2 separate regions of the Oryctolagus cuniculus genome follow, and region 2 is linked to region 1. Evidence: chromatin contacts called from public Hi-C data. All regions are on one chromosome and are shown on one strand. The core of a region is the stretch at or near the end of the contact, and the rest is flanking DNA. Distances in the headings are between cores, read along the strand shown. Region 1 holds the start of GATA6 (GATA binding protein 6). Region 2 has its middle 52 kb from the start of MIR1-2.

The links. A called contact is a pair of places that touch in the nucleus more often than the background predicts.
Region 2: a Hi-C map of embryonic fibroblasts shows a contact between it and region 1, with 5 times the contacts expected there. The contact joins the enhancer-like site here to the promoter of GATA6 in region 1. A contact is called at or near these places in 2 of 6 Hi-C or Micro-C datasets (embryonic fibroblasts and skin fibroblasts).

What each region holds. Positions count from the first base shown.
Region 1 is chr10:55,504,725-55,509,153 of mOryCun1.1, reverse strand. GATA6 (GATA binding protein 6) reads left to right here and starts at 2,488. Exons shown (of 7, transcript XM_070050400.1): 1 at 2,488-2,600; 2 at 4,114-4,429. The coding sequence starts at 4,157. LOC138844039 (a long non-coding RNA gene) reads right to left here and starts at 2,608. Exons shown (of 2, transcript XR_011379385.1): 1 at 2,475-2,608; 2 at 481-1,272.
Region 2 is chr10:55,737,357-55,742,089 of mOryCun1.1, reverse strand. No RefSeq gene overlaps it. Among named protein-coding and RNA genes, the nearest start is that of MIR1-2, 52 kb to the left of the region's middle. Within about 2 kb of position 2,174, at least 1 of the 8 cell types and tissues checked has an H3K27ac peak or open chromatin away from gene starts, as enhancers often do.

The DNA.
Region 1 (4,429 bases), core at 1,239-3,738:
TTGTGCTCTCCAACCCTTCGTTGGGCTAGAAAACGCATCCCACAAAACAAAACAGTTTGGGAAGGAGCCATTACCTGTTTTCCCCTTCGTTTGGGTCTCCTCTCTCTGTCTCTCATATATATATATATATATATATATGCATAATATATATAATTTATATTTATATATTTACAGATTAGGAATTTGCAGAGTAAGATGCCGGGCCCCCTCTTAAAGTCGAATCGGTCAACGTCCATCCGCTGCTCCCCGCTGCCCAGCGGCGTCAGGGCCCCAGGGCCCTCCGCACGCGGCTGCGGGGCTGCAGGGCTGCGGGTAAACTCAACCCTGGAGGTCAGCGGTGAGGACTGTCCGGGAAACCCTGGCTGACACCCTTCCCAGCGAAGAGGAAGAAATGCGCTAGACACTCGTCAGGCTGTTCCTGGGGCTCCATCTTCTCTTCGGGGCTCCAGCTTGAAGGCCATTCACAGCCTGGACGCCAACTTAGCCAAGACATTTATTTTTAACAAATACGATAAGAACTTTAACAAAAATTACATTGAAGAGCAAACCTGAGAAACATTATTTCAAAACTGTAGGAAGTCACATACCCACCGCAGCTCCGACACTGCGTACAAACGGACTGCTGCAGAGCCCAGTCTGGCTTAGGAACCCGGTCGGGATTCGCGAAGGAACCGAACGAGTGGGACCTTCGGTGCCCCGGCGGGCGCGGAGCGGGTAGCCGAGGCCGGGCCGGTTCCTCGGGGAGTCGCATGCGATCGATCGAACGCAGGTTAACCTTTAAAGGCCGGCTCGGCGAATCTCGCTCTGTTCGTTTCCTCCCTTGTGCCTTTCGGAAAGGCAGCCACGCAGGACGTGGGGGCCGGCGCCGTGATTGTGGGGCCCCCAGGGGAAGGTAATAAAAATGGTCACATGGGACGAGGGCAGTTTAGGGACCTTCTTTACTCAGTAGCAAGTTAAAAATTCAGAAGCCTTTAGCAGCACCTGACAACGAAGGACGAGTAAAGAATTCCCCACAGCTTCCTGGATTCCGGCTCCCTCCACCCCCACTCTGCCCAGTCCAGTCCCCAGCTCCTCGCAGCGGCCACGGATCCGCGCCCCTGCGCCACCAGGGCTCACACCTACAGACCCCTGTGCTGCCAGCCCTTCGAGGCTCCTCTCCCTTCCCCTGCTGGAAAACACCAACTAAAAATAAAGACAACAACAAAACCCAAACCCAGAGCCCAAACACTTTCAGGGAGACTGACCTTTAGAAAATCATTTACTTTGATTTACCTGGGGAGAAAAAAAAAAAAAAAGTAAAAATCCATTCCCAACAAAACCACTCCTCCCGCCCTAGTTAATCTCTCTCTGGGCAGCCTTCTAGGGTCACGCCTGTCGGAAGAAGCCCTTTCTGAGAGCGGAGGGGAGAGAGACGCCGATCAGGGCTCCCGTGGCAGACACAGCGACACAGCGGCACTGATAACCTCGCGCCGTTCGTTCCCCGTGGCCGGCCCGCGAGCGACGGACCGCCGCGGTCTGCGCACCGCCGCGATAACCCCGCGCAGGGAGCAAAGAAAGGGGGTGTGTGTGTATGTTTGTGTGCGCGCGCGCGCGCCTGCCAGGGTGGGGGTGGGGAAGCCTCAATTTGCGCTGGGTCCAGAGAAGGTGACCTCCTGGCCCCTCTCTCCGTTGGCTTATCTGCCACTTACCTGGAGTTCTCCAGGGAAAGCTCAGAGCAAACGAGACAAAACTCGGAGAGCGTGTCCCGGGTGCGCCTGATGTGGAAGTCCCTTCTCCTCCCGCGCACCACAGGGACTAACCTTTCCTTACACCACGACCCCAAAGGTTAGCTGGGGAATGTCCTGAGCTTCCCAAAACTTCCCAGGAATTTGGTATATATTTTAAAGGCTCCCCAGCTCCTCTCCCAGACCGCAGGAGCCCCGATCCCCGACAGCCACCACTACCGGAGCCCCTAGCATCCCAAGGTCGGTCGGTCACACACAACTGCGGGCCACAAAGTTCATTTAGCGCGGAGGGAGGGGCAGAGAGGGCCAGTGGGGCAAACTCTTGTGCTCCCCATCCCATCGGAGGGCGCGCTGACCCGGGAGTGGACGCTCCCCTCCCGGCGCCGGGCTGAGCGCAGCCATCTCTCCCGGTGCCAAGGCTCCCTCCGTTGCCCCGCGTGGGCGAGCGTGAGAGTGTGTGTGTATGTATGTGTAACTGGGGGTGCCCCGCGGCTGGATGGGCGTGCGTCGCCAGCCAGGCCTGGCATGCGGTTGCCTCCGTCCCCCCCCCCCCCCACGTCCCTGGGCCGGGCGCCCCCGGTGTGGACTCGCCCCCACGGCGCGGACCGTGCTAGCCTTTCAGCCCACGCCCGCAGGCTGAGCCGCGCTCATTGTCTGCCCGGGCGGCGCTCACCCCTCCCCCCGCCGTCCCTCCCCACCCTCTTTTCTCTCCTCCCCTCGATCCCTCCTCCTCCTCCTCCTCCTCTTCACCTCCAGCGCCCAGCTGCTCGCAGAGCGCAGTTCCGACCCACAGCCTGGCACCCTTCGGCGAGCGCTGTTTGTTTAGGGCTCGGCGAATCCAATCAGGAGCGCAGGCTGCAGTTTTCCGGCAGAGCAGTAAGAGGCGCCTCCTCTCTCCTTTTTATTCTCCGCAGCGCCGCGCAGACCCCGGACTCGCGCTCGCCCGCCGGCGCCCGCCACCTCTCTCCGCGCCTGGGAGCACCCTTCGCCGCGGCGGTTCTCCATGCGCAGCGCCCGCCCGAGGTTCGGCCGCTCTCCCTGCCTCGCTCACTCTCCCTGCTTCCTTTCCTCCCGCCCCCTCCCCCCCACCGGCGGCAGGCCCCTGGACCTCCGCCTCTCCCGCCCTTCCCGGGCCGCAGCCGGCTCCGCGGGTGTCTCCCTCCTCCCCTGCGGCCGGGCTCGAGCCGCTCCCACGTCCCCGGGACGCAGCGCAACCGGCTTCTGGTGCCTTTTCCTCTCTCCGAAGTGCTTATCTGCGCGCAGCCTTATCTGAGAGTTATCTCGGCGCGAAGGGGCGGGGGCCGGTAGTCTGACGGGCAGAGAAACTTCTTGCTCGCTGCTTGCCCGGTGTGTGTCTGTGTGTTGGGGAGAGGGGGGACATTGATTTCAATGCGGTCATCTCCGATGAGCCGGGACAGCTTGGGGAAGCAGCCGGGAGGAGGACTGCCGGGCCGCATCTTGCCTCCCGCCCCCGCCCCCGCCGAGCCTCCCTGTCATTCTTCCTGCTCTCGGCTTTGGGGTGGCCTCGGCTCCGGGGCGGTCTCACGCCCCCTCCTGCGTTCCCCCTCCTTTTCTCCACGCCGCGCTCCACCCCGCTACGTCCGATCCCGGAACGGCCCGGCTGCTCCGTGGCCGCGGGTGACCGCGGGTGGGCCTGGGTGGCCCCGCCGGCGTGAGCGCGTTGCTGCCGACAGGCGCGGGCCATGTCCGAGGTGCGCGGCGCCGCCGGGCCATCGAGCCGCCGGGTTCCCGAACTGCCCCCTGCCTCGAAGGCTCGGGGCTGTGGTCTCCCTCCGGCTGCCCCACGTTCCCCGGCTGAGTTGCGGTTTCTGGGGGATCGCGCTCGGGTCTGATCGGCGCAGCCCGGGACGCTCTGGAGGAGCCGGCTGGGGAGAACGCAGCGGTTTCGTTTTCGAGGACAGGTTGCCTTCCTCGCGCTCACTTTGGGGAGTCGTCCCCCCATGGAGGGGGCGTGCAGGGAATCGGGACGGGCCAGCGGCGACACACACAGGCCGCTGCGTTTCTTTAATGGGCCCGGAGGGAGCACGTTGTGGGTGGAAAGAAGATCTCGGGCAGCTTAGCAGGCGTCCCTGGGGTTCGGCGCTCAAGCCGGGGAAGGATGCTGCCCAGGGGTGGGCGGGGAGGCCCGGGGTTCCCGAGAGGTGCGGGCGAGGAAGGGCGAAGGTCCCGGTCTTTCGAGGGCCCTGTGGCGGCTGCGCAGGCTCCCTTGCCCTCTCCCGGCCCAGCGGCCGCCGGCGCCCTGGGCAGCGATGGGATCTTTGGGCAGGAGTCAGTCTCGTGAGCTATAAGAGGGAGTGGAGGTAAGGGTATGCTGATAGCCAGAGGTTTTGGTAAACCCTCTCCGTTTCTCCCCACTTCCTGCCCTCAGCCCCAGGAGCTAGAAGTCAGCTTGGAGCGGCGCCGGACCGTGGATGGCCTTGACTGACGCCGGCTGGTGCCTGCCGAAGCGCTTCGGGGCCGCGGCTGCGGACGCCGGCGACTCCGGGGCCTTTCCGGGGCGGGAGCCCTCCACGCCGCCTTCCCCCATCTCTTCCTCGTCCTCCTCCTGCTGCTCCCGGGGCGGGGAGCGCGGCCCCAGTGGCGCCAGCAACTGCAGGACACCTCAGCTCGACACGGAGGCGGCGGCGGGGCCCCCTGCGCGCTCGCTGCTGCTCAGCCCCTACGCCTCGCACCCCTTCGGGGCT
Region 2 (4,733 bases), core at 925-3,424, 230 kb before region 1:
ATCTTCCACTGCTTTCCAAGGCCATAGCAGAGAGCTGGATAGGAAGTAGAGCCTCGAGCTGGTGCCCATATGGGATGCTGGTACTGCAGGTGGCACCACCAGAGCACCGACCCCACAAACTACTTTTGATAAAGGATGTGAATCCAAAATATATGAAGAAGTCTTAAAACTGAATAATAAGTAAATAACTCAGTTTTAAAAATGGGCCAAAGAGCTGAACAGACACCTCACTAAAGACAGGAGACAAGCAAATGAAAAGATGCTGCGCATCGTATGTCTTGGAATTGCAATTTACAACAGACATGAGGGGCTGACCCTGTGGCGTAGTGGGTAAAGCCGCTGCCTGCAGTGGTGGCATCCCATATGGGCACCGGTTTGAGTCCCGGCTGCTCCACTTCTGATCCAGCTCTCTGTTTGGCCTGGAAAAGCAGTGGAAGATGGCCCAAGTCCTTGGACCCCTGCACCTGCATGGGAGACCCGGAAGAAGCTCCTGGCTCTTGGCTTCAGATCAGCGCAGCTCTGGCCATTGCGGCCAATTGGGAAGTGAACCAATGGATGGAAGACTCTCTCTCTCTCTCTCTCTCTCTCTCTCTCTCTCTCTCTCTTCCTCTCCTCTCTTTGTGTAACTCTTTCAAATAAATAAATAAATCTTTAAAAAAAAAAAAAACAATAGAACAACATAAGATACTGCCACCCATCTGGTGGAATGGCTAAAACCCAAAATCTAACATTACCAAATGCCTACAAGGAAGTGCAGTTGTAGAATCTCATTCATTGCTAGTAGTAGGGCAAAATGATCCAGCCACTTTAGAAGACAATTGGAAAACTAACCATAGTATCACCATATTTGCAATTTGACCAAATAAGTTGAAAACTTAACACTTCATATAAAAATCTGCACATGAAGTTTTATTCCTAATTGCCTCAAGCTGAAAACAACCCTGTTGTTACTCAATAGCTGAATGGTTAAACATCCTGTACTGAATCTTTACAATGGAAGATCATTCATAAATAAAAAGAAGTGACACTGTCTCTCCAGTTTGGTTCAGTGTCTACTAATCCTGCTGACCTCCTCTGGGAAGAAGGGGAGAAAGAATGAAGAGGCATGGCCCAGGCCCCTGGAACCACAGAGGCCAGGTATATGGGGTCCCACAGCGTCCTCCTCTCCTCTCTGTCTGCCCGGAACATCCCTGCTCAAGACGTCCAGCCTCCTGGGAGCTGAAGGCTTCTTAGGCCAGACATGGGTTGTCCTGAGTCCCAGGCTAGGAAACGGGAGTGCTCCTTCCAGTCCCAGTGGAGTGTTGACTTCCAGGTAGGAGCAAGGGGAATTCCTTCTGCGGTGGGGAGGGAGGGGATGGGGGAGCCCGGGGCTGGCTAGCAGTTGCCCTGGGGAAAGGCCCCTCCCCGCCAGCCCCTCTGGAATTCTGTTTGCTGCAGGAGAAGCAGGCTTCTTGAGTGAGGAGTTTTCCATTTTGCAAGTGGATGTTAGAGACATCAAACAGGCTCTCCACGGAGGGAACTGCTGTTTCAAGAAAACTCTCTCTCTCTCTCTCTCTCTCCCCCTCCTTCTCTACTCTCCCTCTCTCTCTCTCTCGATAGTCTATCTAGTGGTGGGAACTAACTGTAATAAGTATCATGATACAGAGTAAATACTTCATCATCATATTTAATGGTGGCAATATAAACATTAATGTAGCACCTACTGTGTGCCATGCAGGGCACGTTATGCACATCTGATTCAAGCTGTGAGTTTCACTTCAGGCAGGAGTGCAGGGAAGCCCAGATCCAGCCAATGTGTACAATCTCATGCATCAGCAGTTGTGTGAAGATCCAAAACCGGTGTTCTTTTTCTCTTCTCTCCCTCTGTCCTTCCTCTATTCCTTCCTTTCTTGTATCTTTAAAAAGGCACAACTCCAAAGCCCACACTCCTGACATTATGCACCTGCTGCCCTTGACGATGGCTCTGAAGTGTCAGGAAAGAGGCTGATGGGAGAAACAACAGTAAACAGGGTTTCGGGTTGGGCAGTGAGTAACCCACGCCACCTTTCTGCTCCTTGAATTTTTCCCAGATTTGGTCTTTACTGGGTGTACCAACCTGTCTCTCCCACAAGAGGTCAGTAGAACCCTCTTAGTGAATTCCAGCCTTGCGTCTGCCCTGACCGCTCCATGACTTGGCAGTGCAGACAGGTTGGTCATTCCTGGGACATTCATGGGTTCTCTTCACCACCACCCTGCTGTATTCAGGAGGGCGTCCACCTGGCATGTGCGCTCCATCCCCACGCTGCCCACTGTGTGGAAGGAGCTGAGTTCCAACTTATTCCTTATTTCCACAGGGTGTTTTAGTTACAAATTGCTGTCCATAGCATGCAAATGTGTTCTGTAAAATGCTATATCCTGCAATTATTGTATGTCAGGCAGGCCTTAGAGCAAGAGGTGATGGATCTAAGGCAAGTCACCCACTGCACACATATAGAGTGCCACCTGTGTGCCAGTGCTGTGGCCTCGAGCCCTGGCCCTGGGTGGACTGGCACGTGGCCTCTCTGCCGGAGACACGAACACCAGGGACTCCATGGCCCTGCCCAGCTACTGAGCTGCTGTGCGCATTCAGGAAGGGGTTCTGGATTGAGGGGAGCCTCCCTGTTTTTTTTTTTTTTTTTTTTTTTTTTTAGGATTTATTTATCTATTTGAAAGAGTTACACACACACACACACACAGAGAGAGAGAGAGGCATCTATCCACTGGTTCACTCCCTAATTGGCCGCAATGGCTGGAGCTGCACCAATCTGAAGCCAGGAGCCAGGAGCTTCTTCCAGGTCTCCCACGTGGGTGCAGGGGCCCAAGCACTTGGACCATCTTCTGCTGTTTTCTCAGGCCATAGTGGAGAGCTGGATCAGAAGTGGAGCAGCCGGGACTCAAACCGGTGCCCATATGGGATGCCAGCACTGCAGGTGGCAACTTTACCGGCTACACCACAGCGGCAGCTTTACCCACTAAGCCACAGCTCCGGCTGAGGGGAGGCTCCCTCTTAAGGAGAATAACAGAAAGTTACAGGTGACAATGGTAGGTACCAAAGCAATTTTATTTAGAATGAGCAAATAAACCACAACTAGAAAAATGATGGTTGGCCGGTGCCATGACTCACTAGGCTAATCCTCCGCCTGCGGCGCCAGCAGCCCGGGGTTCTAGTCCCAGTCAGGGCGCCAGATTCTGTCCCAGTTGCTCCTCTTCTAGTCCAGCTCTCTGCTGTGGCCCAGGAAGGCAGTGGAGGATGGCCCAAGTCCTTGGGCCCTGCACCCCATGGGAGACCAGGAGAAGCTCCTGGTTCCTGGCTTTGGATCAGCGCGGTGTGCTGGCCACAGCGCACCAGCCGCAGCGGCCACTGAGGGGTGAACCAACGGAAAAAGGAAGACCTTTCTCTCTGTCTGTCTGTCTCTCTCACTGTCCACTCTGCCTGTCAAAAAAAAGAAAGAAAGGAAGGAAAGGAGGGAGGGAGGGAGGGAGATGGCAAACCTCGGCAAGTCCAGGTGAAAACATATTTTTAAGAATGAACTTTACCGAGCTGGTGTCTTGGCTTGGTATGCTTTGATTGTCTTTCTCTGTGTCAGCACTTTTCTGAAATTGTGTTTTTAGTGGAGAAAGTGGAGAGTTTGGCTGTTGCTGCAGCAACTTGTGGGTACTGGAGAATTTCTTGTTGGCTGCGCCCAGAGGGAGGTGTGACTCCCTGTTGCACAGCTGCCCTCTCCAAGCAAATATGGAAACTGCGAAGTCACGCTGTGTGTAGTTGCCTTCAAAAAGAAAAAAATACAGCGTGCTCATAACTGGGTGGGCTGCGGTACCACTGAGCACGTTCTGGACAGAATCTCCCATCTGGACTAGCGGTTGGCGGCGTCTCCCTACAGACCAGTTCAAACCTTTGTCCTCCGCAGCGGAGCAACTTCTGGAGCCGGATGCATGGACAAGCACATTGGGGTACCCTTACCTCTCTCTGTCACAACACTGGGCAAGGAAGGGGCTCCTAGCAGGATGGCTCAGCAGCTCCGAGCTACAGAAATGTATCCAACTAAATCCCAAATAAACAGACCCTTAGTGCATCCTCATCCAAAAGCTGCCCCTGGAATCAGGAACAAGTGGGGAAAAGGGAACGAGAGTAGGGGTGACCATTTGGTCCAGTGGGCCAACTGCGGCTCGGGACGCCCGCAAACCATGCTGGGGTGTCTGTGATGAAGTCCTGCCTCCACTTCCCATCCAGCTTCCTGCTGATGCACACCTGGGAGGCAGCAGGTGATGGCTCAAGTACTTGGGTCCCTGCCATCCACGTGGGAGACACAGATGGAGTGCCTGAGTGCCTGGTTCATGACTTCCACCTGACTCTCTCCCTCTCCCTCTCCCCCTCCTCCATGTGTGTGTGTCTGTGTCTGAATTTCAAATAAAAAATAACAAAGGAAGAAAACATGAATAGAAAATGATCTGAATTGGCTGCAGTCAAAATACACTCATGCCTACTTTATAAACCCTGCGGCCATGCGAGCTCTGTGGGACCCTTCTCTGGCCTTGGGGGGGCCCGTGAAACCGAAGGCCCTTGCCACTTCAGATTCATCAGTGTTTGCCAAGCCGCTGTGCGCGTCCCCGGAGAATGAGCTCACCCCACAGCTTCCGAGGCCGCTTGCAGGAAGAACCCGAGGACAGCAGACATGAGTACACACCCGCGGCACACACGCGGCGTGCACCTGCTG